Regions from separate parts of the Acanthopagrus latus genome. Here region 1 is linked to region 2. The links are chromatin contacts, called in public Hi-C maps. All regions are on one chromosome and are shown on one strand. The core of a region is the stretch at or near the end of the contact, and the rest is flanking DNA. Distances in the headings are between cores, read along the strand shown. Region 1 holds the start of pask (PAS domain-containing serine/threonine-protein kinase). Region 2 holds the start of LOC119011126 (dehydrogenase/reductase SDR family member 12-like).

The links. A called contact is a pair of places that touch in the nucleus more often than the background predicts.
Region 1: a Hi-C map of muscle shows a contact between it and region 2, with 4 times the contacts expected there. The contact joins the promoter of pask here to the promoter of LOC119011126 in region 2. A contact is called at or near these places in 2 of 4 Hi-C or Micro-C datasets (both in muscle).

The regions. Positions count from the first base shown.
Region 1 is chr21:21,388,240-21,395,397 of fAcaLat1.1, reverse strand. pask (PAS domain-containing serine/threonine-protein kinase) reads right to left here and starts at 4,482. Exons shown (of 21, transcript XM_037084481.1): 1 at 4,094-4,482; 2 at 3,693-3,914; 3 at 2,947-3,176; 4 at 2,689-2,859; 5 at 2,119-2,253; 6 at 1,544-1,678; 7 at 758-1,025; 8 at 181-362; 9 at 1-90. The coding sequence starts at 3,897. kcnab1b (voltage-gated potassium channel subunit beta-2) reads right to left here. Exons shown (of 14, transcript XM_037084832.1): 10 at 6,929-7,049; 11 at 6,730-6,824; 12 at 6,525-6,645; 13 at 6,315-6,403; 14 at 4,641-6,220. The coding sequence ends at 6,131.
Region 2 is chr21:21,243,714-21,250,871 of fAcaLat1.1, reverse strand. It overlaps LOC119011126 (dehydrogenase/reductase SDR family member 12-like), which reads right to left and starts at 2,448. Exons shown (of 10, transcript XM_037084008.1): 1 at 2,172-2,448; 2 at 695-828; 3 at 539-621; 4 at 346-441; 5 at 180-261; 6 at 39-100. The coding sequence starts at 2,227. It overlaps ap1s3b (AP-1 complex subunit sigma-3b), which reads left to right and starts at 2,635. Exons shown (of 6, transcript XM_037084009.1): 1 at 2,635-2,790; 2 at 5,215-5,393; 3 at 5,566-5,674; 4 at 6,320-6,457. The coding sequence starts at 2,788.

The sequences.
Region 1 (7,158 bases), core at 3,233-5,732, 140 kb before region 2:
AGCCTCTGCATGAAATTCAGAGAAAGAGCTGGATTTTCTGTCCGAGTCCGACATCCATCCATAGAAACCAGGCATCAAAAACGTAACACTCTGTTGATGACAAACAAGTAATGACAGAATTGAGAGTTGGCATTCATCATCTATTCAAATAGTCATGTTCAAGTGGTCACGCTGGCTAACCTTTCTCAGCAGCTCGTCCATGTTGTAGCCAAACAGACTGAGAGCCAGGTGGTTGCGGATGCTGTAGATTGAGCCATCAGGGTGAAGCAGGAGGAGACCGCTCAGAGGAGCAAGCACCCACACTGTTCCAGAGTACTCTAGTGAAGGACTCTGGGGGAGGACGATGCCATCCCCTTTGACTTCTGTAAGACATGCAGATGTACATTTTGTTATTGAAAGTCAACTACATGACAGTATGCAGGGTAAAGTCATGGCTCCAGACTGCAACCATTTATTGGACTGTGACAAGTGTTTTTCTTTTGTATTCCAGACAAGTTGGTTCATCTTTACTACAGCTCTTTATCAGTGTTTGCCAGTCTTTCAAATATTAATTACTTTTCCATCATCATATCTAGCTTCTGTATATTTTTCTATTATAAAAGAATGAAGGATATATACCATATGATATTTATGTACTTGCACAACACAGAATACAAGTTATGCACCAGTTTCTCCAGAATAACATTCATTGTTTTCAAATCCTTCTTCGACTGAGCATAACACTCCAACCTCGTCTGATGTAAAAACATCATCTTACCAGAGGAATGCCGTGCTCCATGAGGCTGGTCACAGTGTTCAGGGTTTGAGCCCCCTGACTCACAAACAGAGGAGGTGAGAGGAGAGTGTGGCTGTGTGTCCTGTGAATCTGATCTTTCAAGACTCTCTGTTGGGCAGGTGCAACCAGTCCCATTGTTGTCCCATAGGTGTTGGGGCCTCCCACATACCACTTCCCCCTGAAGTTTGATACACAGTGGGACTGAGGCACCACTTCTGCTTTTACCACACACTCTCTGAACCCTTAGCATCTGAAAGGAGGGAAACACAAAGTTAAAGATGTCAGACATACAGAAACACCTGAGCTTAAACATTGTGGGACACAGTTTCTTTTCCTTGTGTTTATGAACTGCCTAAGAAGCACAGTGGTAAACCGAAACTTGAAAGCAAACCTTAAAGGCATATTCCAGCATAAATTTAATCCATAGCCTAATGCCTCAAACTATGTGCTGGGACCCTATTTGTACTGTTGCTGAAATTTGGTGCTGTTCTAAGCTTTATTTGTGGCTGTTCTAAGCTTTATTTGTGGCCATGAGTGGCGGTTTGTTGCTGGAGGCATAGACTGCAGTGTATTGTTATCGTGCACTCTTTTCTGAGGTTGCTAAAACTACGTAAGCTAATGGTCGGAAAACTTGATCTCACGAGGGGGGGTCTTACTCTGTGTCACGGTGTTTTAGACCATGGATTAAATTTACGCTGGAATATCCCTTTAAGGAAAGGATTCTTTCTTTAGCTGAGTGAGACAGTTTTGGTTGTAAAGTGTGCTTACTTTGGGCAATGCATTACTGCGGAGGGGGATTTGTAAAGAAGGGATTAGTTCCTTAACAGACGCTCCTATTAACTCGTCGGGATGGTAGTATCCATGGACTTGTGCAAATGCTGAGTCACAGGTTAGAATGCTGCCCTAGAAAAGACAGAACAAAGAACTGCTTTAGAACTTGGTGACATATGGTGACATATTCACTCAGTAAAGATGGTAATACCATTAGGTTGTGAAAACATTTTTTAAAAAACAAGCACGTCTAGATTCTCATTAAAATGTGGCAAAAAAGACTACTAACTACACACTACTATGGCTGATAAATAATAATAATAATAATGCATTTTAATTAAAGGCTCCTTTCAAAGCACTCAAGGACACCACACATAACAACAACAGTACATCAAAAAACAGGAAACATTGTAGTACAACTATGAAAAGATAGATAGACAGATCGATTGATGAATAAATAAATAAACAAACAGATAAATATGAAGATGCACATTTCATAGTGCAATAATGGAGAATCGGCAAGAGTGTGATTGCACGATTACTCTGATACAGATAAATAATGCTGCACTCACATCTTGTGAAAAGGACAGAAAGGCTGACAGCCGGTCCACATTTTCCATCATGACAAGCCAGTTCTCTTCATTTTGTGACTGTCTGTGGGTACATACTGACACTGGCACCTCTCCAGATGGTGTCACAACATCCACCTACAGAAAAAGGAGCATGTCAAACAGAGAAAAGATCATCTTAAACACATTAGACACATTCTTGCAGTGGTGTTGTAGGAAATTAAAGACATTTGACTAAACAGTGGCTTGATGTAGTGTTTTGAGGAAAGTTGTAGAACTGAGGACAGGACGATATGCAAAAATTAAAACACTATTTTTGACAGATTGCAATATGAGTCATGATTTTAGTTGGACTGATAATTTTTGCTCTTCATTTTCATAAAAATAAATAGATGGAAACCTCTTTGTAGCACGACAATGCTTCATTTATAAAATAAATCAATAATCAAATGCAATAAAAATGCACCTCCTGCAATTTGGATCATAGTGTGATCATGATAATATTTCAATCTCATTACTCCACTCTACAAGAATTCAAGCATAGTCAAGTTTTAAAGTCAGCATATGTCATACCACTTTCCCAGACACAGCTGCAACACTTCCATCAACAAGTGGAAAATCTTGCTCCAATGCTTCCTCCAGAACCTGAGTGGTTTTCTTCAAGATGCAGGACAGATTTTTTCCAATTAGGTCACTGGTGGTGCACTCAAACAGTTTGCAGGCTTGCTCATTTGCTGACAAAATCTAAAAAAGATCAGATAAAACACATTTACAGGGTAGGCTCTTGCTGGAATACTGTAAATCCAGTTCTTCTTCGTGAGCACACAATACCTCTCTGGTTTTATGGTCAACAGTCAGAATGGCTTTATTGGGGTTGAAGGCAGATGGAGATCCTGGTAGGCTGAAATCTCCGGAGAACAGTTGACTGAACAAGCTTTCCTCCAACTCAGGCACAGTGGAGAGGTGTGGCAGGGAGGCAGCAGAAACCTGGGAGCAAGGATGTAAGCTAGAGATCTGGCAGTTTCTTGCTGCGATGGAGGTGCAACCATCAAAACGTTCATCTGCAAGCAAAAAATGGGGTGGATTTTAGAGGGCCACTTTCTTACATCCTCATCCTCACAATGACTTTTGTCTTTCACAATAAGTTTTAAAAGAGCCCTACTGATACATTGGTTGGCTGATATTAACCTGTCAAATATATCAATATTTGGGCATATGCTGCCCGACATAATGAAATATGAAAACTCTTTTTAAAGATGATAGTGCTGAGAAAGTAATTGGGATAATGAGGTTTACAGTTTAAGCGGACTGATGTCTTTTTTTTCAAACAATCAAGTTTATTGTTAAACTGTAAAATATACTTCCACTGGTTCCATATTTTTTGATAACCACATCTGAGGAATCATTGTCAAAAAGTCACTTTAAAGTTCTAGACTCAAATATTGTACATTTGCTTTCATCAAAGACAAAGAAAAACAGCAAATACCAACATTGCTGCCCTATGCTTCATACATTGTTTAAAGGATGTTTACCAAAATAGTTGATTTAATTAGTCATTTCAGCTTAGAATCACTCACCTCTCAAGGAGCCAGGATAATAACGACGTTGCAGTGCCAAAAGGCTCTTTTTGTACATTGGTCTCCGAGTACATGGGTAGGACTTATTTAGGTCGAAGTCATCTTCCAGGACATCAGAGCTGAGGTCGGGCACCACACAAATGGTGTCTCCTTTACCTCTGCTGCTTTGGCTCAACCCGAAATGAGCCTCAGTCGACAGCGACATTGCTGTGAGTTATCCAGCTGGGATGGAACACAATTGACCCAGATAGAGAGAATGAATGTATTTCAGCAACAATGTACGCTGATAGGTTAGCCGAATACAGCAGTTTTAGCTAACAGAGGAAGTGTTTTGTTGATAACATTTGATTTGCTCAGGGATGAGCGTCTGATTTTATGATTAATTCCGACACAACACTCACCTCAAGCCGTGGGAAGAGACTCTGCGGCTTGTGTTTCAAAGCCGCTAACGAGCCCTGCACTTTCAGATAAAGAGCAGAGCAGTTTCAGTTGACGCTAGTTGACAAGGTAACGTTACCTCCCCTCTGCTATCAGGCTAACTAGCCGCCTGCTAGCTAACTACCAACACAAACAAACGCTACCGTGCTTTGTTTGGTTCCGAAATAGCTGGCACCGACTCAATTCCGAATTAACGTTCCCGTAGCCTCAGTGCAACACTAGCCCAATTCTAGCAGGATAATTAAGGAAAATTTAAGATTTTAGTGCTACTTTTTCGCTATTTCACTGGTAGCAGTTTTCATAATCCGCGGGCTCGAGCGCCAGCCGACGAGATTTGCGGAAGTCCCTCGAAGCCAATCAAATATCACGCTTCTAAACAAGAATAGCTCATTGGCCGATTCACCGGAAACGCCCGTCTCTGTCACCATAGAAACCATTCCGAAAGAGCAACACAAAATCATTTAAAAGGGGGACATTTGTCAGAAGGTGTATATACTTTTCACAAGTAGATTAATTCACACATTATTTTATTATAAAACAGGAAGACACAGACGAAACCCCAACAGCAAACAGCAGTAACTACGTCAGAGTGTTTCAAGTCACAGGTTGTTTTCTTATTACTGCAGTTTACAATTACAATAAATCTACTCTAGCTTCATTTCAATTCATAAGGGGCGCGAAAATTAGAAGGCCTCTATAACATTAATAGAAAAATTACCATGGGTTCTCAAAACATATCACATGGAGAATTATAAGCTCTTTATTTGTATATACAAATCTGTTGAACAACACCGAAATACATGTTTGAACAGACAGAACGTAACAAAGATGGGGGAGGTTGGGTAAGTGTTATGTAAGTGTATTCCAGGTGCAATGACTGCAGGGGTCCATATGGTTTTATTTTATTAACTGAGTCTCTTCATTAGCTACATGGCTTTGTTTTTAAATCCAGAAGCTCCCCCCTCAGGAGGATCATCTCCCCAACTTCAATTTGACAAATGTTTTTGAGCCACAACACACAGACTGAAATTAAATGAATCAGATGTGATTGTTACTGACAGAAGGTCTGGCATAGTCCAAAAAACGAAAAGGAGCATATCAGGAGAGTACACCAAGCTGTACTTTTGCATAAGTGTAAAAGAAAGAAAATACAACACGGGGGAGGATGAGAAGCTCATTCTGTCATAGCTGCTTCATAAGGAAAATATTTAACAGTCAGTACAGATGTTTTGAAACCTATTTTAGTTTAACTTAGCTCTCCTGGTATTAGCGGCAACATTGTGAGCAGATTTTCTTTTCAGTCCATCCAGTACTGATTCATCACATTGACAGGTCAACTCCAGCTGCATATCGTCCGGTCTGCTGAGATGAGGCCAAATTAAACACATCATCATTGTTTCATTCTTTTTTCTTTTTTTTTTTTTTTTACATCACAAACATCTAATAATGTAGATTTCTGTAACACTGGTCACCACATCGTTTCGTTCATGGATTTTCTACACTGCCATGAGTTTATGTGTTAGTTTGTCGACAATTACAGGGAAACTCTTAGTCAGATAATCATGATAGTTCACTAACTGGCCCATGCTTGTTTCAATCGGCTTGAGATTGATCTTGCAGTAAGTTACTTTTTTTTCCATGATCTAATTTTCTGCTTATATAAATGTGTGGTTCAGCAGTGTCTGCACAGTTTTCTTTGAAGCGTCAGAGAATTTCACCCCAGAAATCACCTCGCTGCTGAAACTGTGGTTCTGTCCAGTGGCCGGCTGCTGTAGCTGTAGCATGCATGTTTTTTCGTCAAGTAGCTCACTTTACAATAATGAGTACTGGTTGATCTTTGTACGGACAAAGAGCCAAGCGGAGCACTTTTACACAGTCACACATACACAGTCATACGCGCACACAAGCAAGGTTGGGCACGCACTTGTTGGTGCCATGGCTGTGAGAAGTGAGCTTTGATAAGCTTTTGTTGAGCATAGTTCACTAAAACTGGGTCCATCCTAATGGTGGTAGTCCTTTTTACTGTGAGGACGATTTCCCAGTATATGATCCACTTCTGATGCGATGCCTGCTGTCATCTTTGGAATTACCTGTGGTGCGCACAAAGGAAAGAAAGAGCACATGATCAATGCTGTTTGAAGTAATCATTCAGAATTATTCAGTATGAGGTAATAGTCTTCGTACCTGTATGGCTCCCAGGTTCTCTGTTAGCTGGGTTGGATTGGAGGATCCGAGGAGCACTGAGCTCACTCCTTCGTTCCTCAAGCACCAGGCTAATGATCAGGGAAAGGAAGAGTTTCTATAGTTGGTATTGTGGTATAAATGTATCAGACAGTATGTAGTGAAACCCCCTCAGACCTACAAAGGTCTTAGGGTGTTCATGTCGTCCCTTACCTATAGCTAGCTGCGGCAAGGTACAGCCGAGCTTCTCTGCGATATGAGCCAGATCCTTTAGCTTGGCTTGCTGTTTCCTCCCATCCTCACTCATTATTTTGTCCTTCAACCACTGGTATGGCTGGAGGAGCAGTAACATGTTAGGCATCACAGTTATTGATTGAAATCAGTAAGAGATGGTGGCTAACATAAATTTCTCCTGTACCTTCATTGAGGCCCTGGAGGAATCTGGGACGCCGTTCTCATACTTCCCAGTAATGATTCCACAGGCCAGAGGTGACCAAGAGACGACACCCACACCTGAAGGAGATTAATGACCACAGAGAAACAGGATAGAAGATCTATCAAAGCCCAGAATCTTCTCAAAAAAGCTCAAATTGAAAAGAAACTGATGACAGCCTTACCTATCTTATGGTAGAGCTCTGGCAGCTGAGTTTCCACTTTGTCCCTCTGGAAGAAGTGATACTCTGCCTGCTCACACACGGGTGGAATTAGATTGAACTGCCTGGCCACAGAGTATGCTTCCTAATTGGATGTGAAGAGGGAATAAAAACAAAGGGGAGAAATGTTCATAAGACAAGGACACATGTTCAAGTAATACCGACCCACGTACATGGACTAGTGTGTTCTAACA
Region 2 (7,158 bases), core at 1,199-3,698:
CTTTGTGTATGTCTTTGTGTGTGTGTGTGTGATCATACCACCCTGGGATCCCGGCTCTTCTGCAGAAGTGGTAAGAGAGTCTGGGTGAGGATGTACACTCCTGAAGAGAAGGAGTTGAATGTGTTATCTGAGCAGCGGCAGCGGCGTGGCACAGTTAGACCAGCAGAACGAGATCTCACCCATCGTGTTGGTGGCGAAGTTCTTCTCCAGCCCGTCGGCGTTCAGCTCTCTCTTGTGCACCATACACCCGGCGTTGTTTATCTGTCAGGAAAAAAACAAAACTGAGAAAGTCAGACCGAACAGCTGAGGCGTGGTGGAGATTACAGGAGTCGGGGTGATACCCACCAACACGTTCAGGGATGGATACTGCTTCTTGAAGGCCTCTGCAAACTCCCACACCTTGCGTGTCTCTGACAAGTCCACAATATGGACGTGAACCTCCTAGAAATAAAAAAAAACAACAAAAAAAAACAGCTGCGGATCACTTTCTCTCACCAATCATGAGATTTGTATCACCTCGTATTCCCCCAGCACTCACTGTATTCCCAGACTGATTGATGATGTCCTCTCTGGCCTCCTCTGCTTTATCTTTGTTCCTGCACACCATGTGGACAGTCCCACCTGGAAACAAAAGCACGAAGCTTTAATTTTCTAATTAGTGTGAGGTGTGTGACTCCTCTCAGGGAATTAATACCTTTCTTGGCTATAGTCATGGCTGTGGCTCTGCCGATTCCACTGTTGGCTCCGGTGATCATAAAAGACCTCCCCACGACGGACACGCTCAGGTCCTGAGGCTCAAAGTCTTCAGATGCCGCCTCATATCCTTTCCTAAAGGCAAGAAGGAAACCAAACCACTAAATAGGGCACGGAAATATCAGCAGAACATCAATATCGGCTGATGTTCGCCTTGTTTACATGATGACATGACATTTCCTGACCTGTTAAATAAATAGTTACCTCTTCTTCCCACGGATGCCTATATAAAAGGTGCACTATGTAGTCTGGGATAAGAAATTCAAACTCAGAAAAGCAGCTTCTACAGTATTAATAAGGTAATATTACCATCTCAGAAATAGTTACTTGATTAATGTTTTTCCATAACTGAATAAACAAGCTGTGGATAGAAGGAAATGAGTTTGAAGCTTGAAAGGTGGGAACTTAGAAGATTCCTGCAAATATAACCAAAGTGAACAAAATGTGATGTTCTTTAAAAACAGTTTATTCAGTCGTAAAAAACAATTCACGGAGATTTTTCTCATCAGATTAGATTTTCCAACCCAAAAACTTAATTGTGCTCCTTTAAAACTAGATAAGATCCAAGTTGTGCTCTTTTAAAGACAGTGTAATGACACGCTGAAAGACTTTAAATTCTTATAATAGGTTAGGGACCAAAATTAACAATAATAAAAAGTACATCGGCAACAAACTCTTTTTTCCACATCCGTATCTTAGTACCAGTGTTTGATTCAGATTGACACCTGATTTCTTTTTAGTTTAAGGATTTAAGTTAAGCTTCATATTCATTCTGATTAATATCTACCTGGGATCTTCCTCTTTGTAAGTGATCGTTCGGTTCAATTTATAAAAAGAAAAACATGTTTGGTGAAATCTCAAGTAAAAGTGAAACACCAAAGTGCGGTTCACATGTTGTACAACCATGTCAAGCCCTCATCACTTCAAAAGTTAATTGTTAAGCATATATGAATTGTATCCTTACAGCGCTACCTATACGAATAGTACTTGAGTAAAAGTCTGCTGCTGAGATGATGACGACTGTTGATTTTTTAATTTTTTATTTTACTTCTAAAACACAAGAGTGACAATCTGCAATATCTCCACATTTTAGCTCCAGTGGAGAGTCAGTGATGCAAAGTCATCCTCGAGACACATCAGCCGTCAATGGAACTATTGTCACTGTAAATAGAGGCCAGTTTGTGTGGTGATGTGTGCCATACAGTGATCAGACCTTTGATATCCCCCTGTTTACCAGCCTGTGGGCTAAAATACATGATACTAAATACATCTTACAGATCACAGATCCTGCATTTAGACAGATAGTGTTGTGAGGCCACATACACGGTGGTTTAAACAGAGAAAGCAGCACCTGGTAGAAGTTTCTTCACACCTGTAGATAAGCTCCAAAGGTAGGACTCAGTGTGGTGATGACTGACCTTGTGTAGTTGTGGATCCCATTCAAAAACCAGACAGCGTTTCTGTACAGAGACATCTGGAGGGAGAAACGATCTCAAACAGGAGTGCAGCAGCAGCTTCTCAATAGTCCCTGTCCTGTCCAGCACTGTGACGGACCAGGATCACATGAAGCAGACAGACAGGGAGGGAGACAGGGAGGGAGGCAGGGAGACAGGGAGGGAGGGGAGCACTTGCTGCTCTCTGCCGACGCTGCCTGGGATCGACACTTCAGCAGTCAAGTGACATCTAGTTAAACTTTTATCAGCTCATTCATTGAAACGCTTCGTGCTCGTCACGTGGTCGGTCCTCACAGGTCCGCAACACCGCAACACAAACATGGAACAGCCAATCCAGATGCTGGGGAGGTTTGGTGACGCGTCCAGCAGGCACCGCTCCCCGCCGGCGGCCAGGAGAGAGAGAGAGAGAGAGGGGGGCGGAGTTAACCAACTTTCTACACTCGACTGTGGTGGACGACGGACAGATAATGCGTTCAGCTGGACCGGTTGACCCTTTGTGAGGGTTAAACGTCCCCTTCTTCTTCTTCTTCTTCTTTTTTTAAAAAAATCTTTGGATGCGTTCAGAGCTGCCGGGTCAAAAATGGTGAGTGTTTTGTTTTCTGCGCATGCCTGTAAGGTGCTGTTCACCTGTCGCACCTGATGTTCGCTGACAGCCAGGTAGGCTAAAGCTAGAAGCTACACCTCCGCACCACTTCCTTATACCTCGAGGCCGGTTTTCTTCCTGCCAGGACGGCCGGACAGGAGCTGAGTTTGGTTTCTATCGTGAGTTTTTACTGTTTTTCGGTGTTTAATAAGCGACAGTCGGAAGTGAGGTGTGCGTTTCCTTTTCCCCCTCCATCAGAACAGGTTTCGTCACATTGTGTCGAGCCCTGCCCTGCTGTCCACAATGATTTGCCTGTGGGCTGATAGATACAATGGATACACACCTGGAAAAACCAGTATAGGAAAAGCCTGTAAGCCTGTTGTTTCCTGCTTTCCTTAACCTGTCCACAAAAACAGGTATGTCCTCATCTTCCTCAGTCCAGCTGAACTCTGTCATTTTCCTGAAAATGGCTCCAGAATTTGAGAAAATTTGTATTTCCGCACTGTGCAACAATGTCCCCATGCTGAATGTGTTGTGTTTGTCCAACAATTCAGTTAATTTAAATGTCATGTATGGTGAGACATTAAAGGTGCATTATGTAAGAATTACATTAGACTGCAACACTAAAAAATGAACTGAAAATATCAACAGAATGTGATGGAAAAAATGTTTTTGACAATATCTGCTATAGTTGGCATACTCACCAGCGAGCTTGCAGTTTAAACCTTTTAGCTGTATGGCTAACTAAGCTAACTAGCCAACAGCAGCTACAGTTAGCGGGAGTTACAGCCTTTTAGTTACTCTTATGATATAATTATGACCTGCTATGGCAACATTTAGGTTTAATATTGCACATGGACCCTCTATAAAATTAATTAGATATAAAATACGATGCCCAAATTTGTGATTGTGACTGAGTCTTACGTATTGCAGTTCATCCAGCAATGAAAACTCATTATCTCACCCTTGCGCTGATGGAAAGTTGGGGGAAGTTTCATCGTCCACAAAACATTTCTGGAGCTTCACAGCTGAATGGTGTTGCAGCGTTCTCCTAAACAACTGAGGTAGATGGGGACTTGTTTTAAAAACATACAGTGTTTTGAAAAACCATTATTTACACTCGTGACACGCGATCAAGCTTGTGCATCCACGTCAGATGGGCCGTGTGCTTAAGTTTTTAGCTTAGCCTAGCTTTCCTAAACGTCTTAAAACAAGTCGGTTACTTCAGTTGTTTTAAAAGGATGCTGCAGAGTTTCTATTGCTGCAAAGCTCCAGAAATGTTCTGTAGACTTTCAACATTATCAGCATCATTTTCTTTCTTTTAAAGAAAAAAAAATGTGTGTATGTAATTGTGCAGTAACAAATATGGTGATGACACTCCAAAAGAAGAATAGTGTGTGTGTGTGTGTGTGTGTGTGTGTGTGTGTGTGTATAGGAAGAAATCAAACCAAACAAAATTACTCAAATGAAAAGAAAGCAAACAAAGAACAAACAAACCCCAAACACATGAAAACTAAAACATAAAGACCACTAACACCCACCCATCTGCTGTCATTTGATCCAATAAGAGGTATTCTGCCAACGAATGAAGCCACTGAGGAATTGGTATTTTGCATCTAGATTTCCTGTTGAGCAATAATGTCTTTTTTTGCGATGGTGAGGGTGATAAGTAAATGAGTGTTCATCTTTCGGTTAACTTATCCTTTAAATCTAAAGAACCACAAAGCCACCATGGCTGCATCCTCGCTACAACTGAGAAATATTTTGTGTAAGATGCTCTTCACACTTCCTTGTAATTAACTCTGACTTATTCGCTGTTTGTGGGACACTTGAGTGGGTTTGAACAGTGATTTTTTATTTATTAATTTTTTTAACTTCTGCACTGGTGGGTCTGTGAAGGGGATTTACCAGTTTTCTACATGTATCAGCCAAAGTTTAGACACAAAAAACAACGTTAATATAGATAAGAACTTCACAAGCAGACAGATATGTAACTTTTAAATCAACAATGGGAGGAAGACTTAAAGGAAACAGCGTGTCAGTGCAGTTAATGTAATTCATTTCACATTTTGATGTGCAGCCAAATCAATTTCCAATGTGAGGAAACATCCAAAAGCTGACTGTCTTGACGATCGGAAAAGCGAACTGCAAACAACCTCTTCCTCAGTCGTGTGTTGACCTTCGTTTCTTCCTGTTGAACGCTTTTTTTCCCCGTCTTTGTTGATGTCGCTGAGTTACTCTTTAAGGAGCCGTGGCAACAGCTATCAACTGGTTTGACCCTTAGAGGGTAGTTAATAATGTCCTCTGCACTGAGTGTGTGTGTGTGGACGTGTGTGATTTTGTGTTCATACGAGTCACCCCCGTCAGTCGGTGCTTGGATCACGATCGTCACACCGACCTGTTGGCGTGTCTGTGTGTTGCTAGATGCGCTTCCTGCTGCTCTTCAGTCGCCAGGGGAAGCTGCGTCTTCAGAAGTGGTTCACGCCCATGGCAGAGCGCGAGAAGAAGAAGATCATCAGGGACATGACCTCCATGGTGTTGGCACGGCAACCGCGTTCCTGCAACTTCCTGCACTGGAAAGACCTGAAGATTATTTACAAGAGGTGGGAGCTGCCCCCACAATATTTACGCAACCAGCTCAGATTACTCTCTCTGCTTGTTAATCAGCAGGAGCCCCCGTATCTTCCAACCACTGTTTATATGACTTATAACTCCTCTGTTTATTTCTGTCATCTGAAAGTCATCACTGTGTTTTTACATTTTTTTTTTTCTCAGGTATGCCAGCTTGTATTTCTGCTTGGCCATAGAGGACCAGGAGAACGAGCTGTTAGCCCTGGAGGTTATTCATCGCTACGTGGAGCTGCTGGACAAATACTTTGGCAATGTACTTCACTGTGTTTCACCCTCTTTTATCCACTGTGCAATAGGGATGCATGATAGTATTGGCATGTCATTGGTATCAGCCAGAAAAATGGTATAAAATGAAACAATGGCATCTTTTAATGGAGCAATTTGTACGATATGACCGTAAAATGATAGATGTACTAACATTATCTACAGGGTGTGAAGAAACAAGTGTTGACATTATGTGGAAGACATCTACAGTATGTCCACTGACAGAGATGTCTACTGAAGTTAATGTACTACTACTTATACCGGCACGACAGTCAAGTAGCCCCTGTAGTTTCAACCAGCAGATAAATGCCAGCTGTTAACGCCTTCTGAATTCATGTTTCTCTCTTTTACTGAACTAAGACGGGCTTAACTGCCTCGTTAACTCATCGTAAAACACACGTCATTAAAACCGAGCCATCACTCTTCTTAAGAGTCGGCATAAAAATATGTTAATTCCACAGCAAGAGCTACTGTCTTGTATCGATATACAGGATATTGAAAATCCAATATCGTGCATCCCTAGAATGCAGCTGTAGCTTCAAGTGTAGCTGGTTGAAGATTTAATTAAGAGCATATTTGCTGTTTTTTTTCTAAATTTTATTGGAATAACTACAATGATCATGCCTCCTCTCAGGTGTGTGAGCTGGACATAATCTTTAACTTTGAGAAGGCCTATTTTATCCTGGACGAGTTTCTAATGGGAGGCGAAATACAAGAAACGTCCAAACAGATAGTGAATCGCTGCATCGAATCGTCCGACATGTTACAGGAGGTGAGAGGCGCCCAGCACACACACACACACACATACACACACTCTCTCGTAAACAACACAACACCAGGCCTGGCTTGCATCTGTGGTGTGAACATGTGACGTGTGTTGCATGGCTCGACGTAATGAAACAATCGGTGACATGTTTTGGACGTAGATTGGAGTTGATTATGTCTCTTTTTTCAGCTGTGGGGTTCTCAGAAAGGTTCTGAAATTGTTTTGGGTTTTTGTTTTTTTAAAGTTTTACTAAACAACAACAATGATCATGAATGCTACTCGAGCTCCAGTGTGGGAACGTGTCTCAGTTCATGGGAACTAGTGTCATAATGAGTTCAATTAACAGCGGTGCTGCTGAGTCCCCTGCTGTGTCTTTCGTCTTTTCCTGTAGTCGATAGGCTTGTGGATGTAGCTGCTGCTCCCTTTTGTTTTATAGATTTGTGTTGTGCTTCTGTTTTTCCTCACCCCTCTGTGTGTGTGTGTGTGTGTTTGTGTGAGTATCTCTCTCTCTCTCTCTGCCAGTGTTGCGGCGAGCGAGAGACAGATTTTCCCCCCTTGAAACGTGGCGTTGTAGGTTTTAGTGTTTGGCTGACGCTTCCCCGCTCTTCCCTGTAGGGTCATGGCTCTGTGTGGTACAGCAGTTTAACTGGGTGTGTTGTTCTTGTGCTTCTGAGTAAGGGCTGACTAACACATCTAATCTAGAGTTG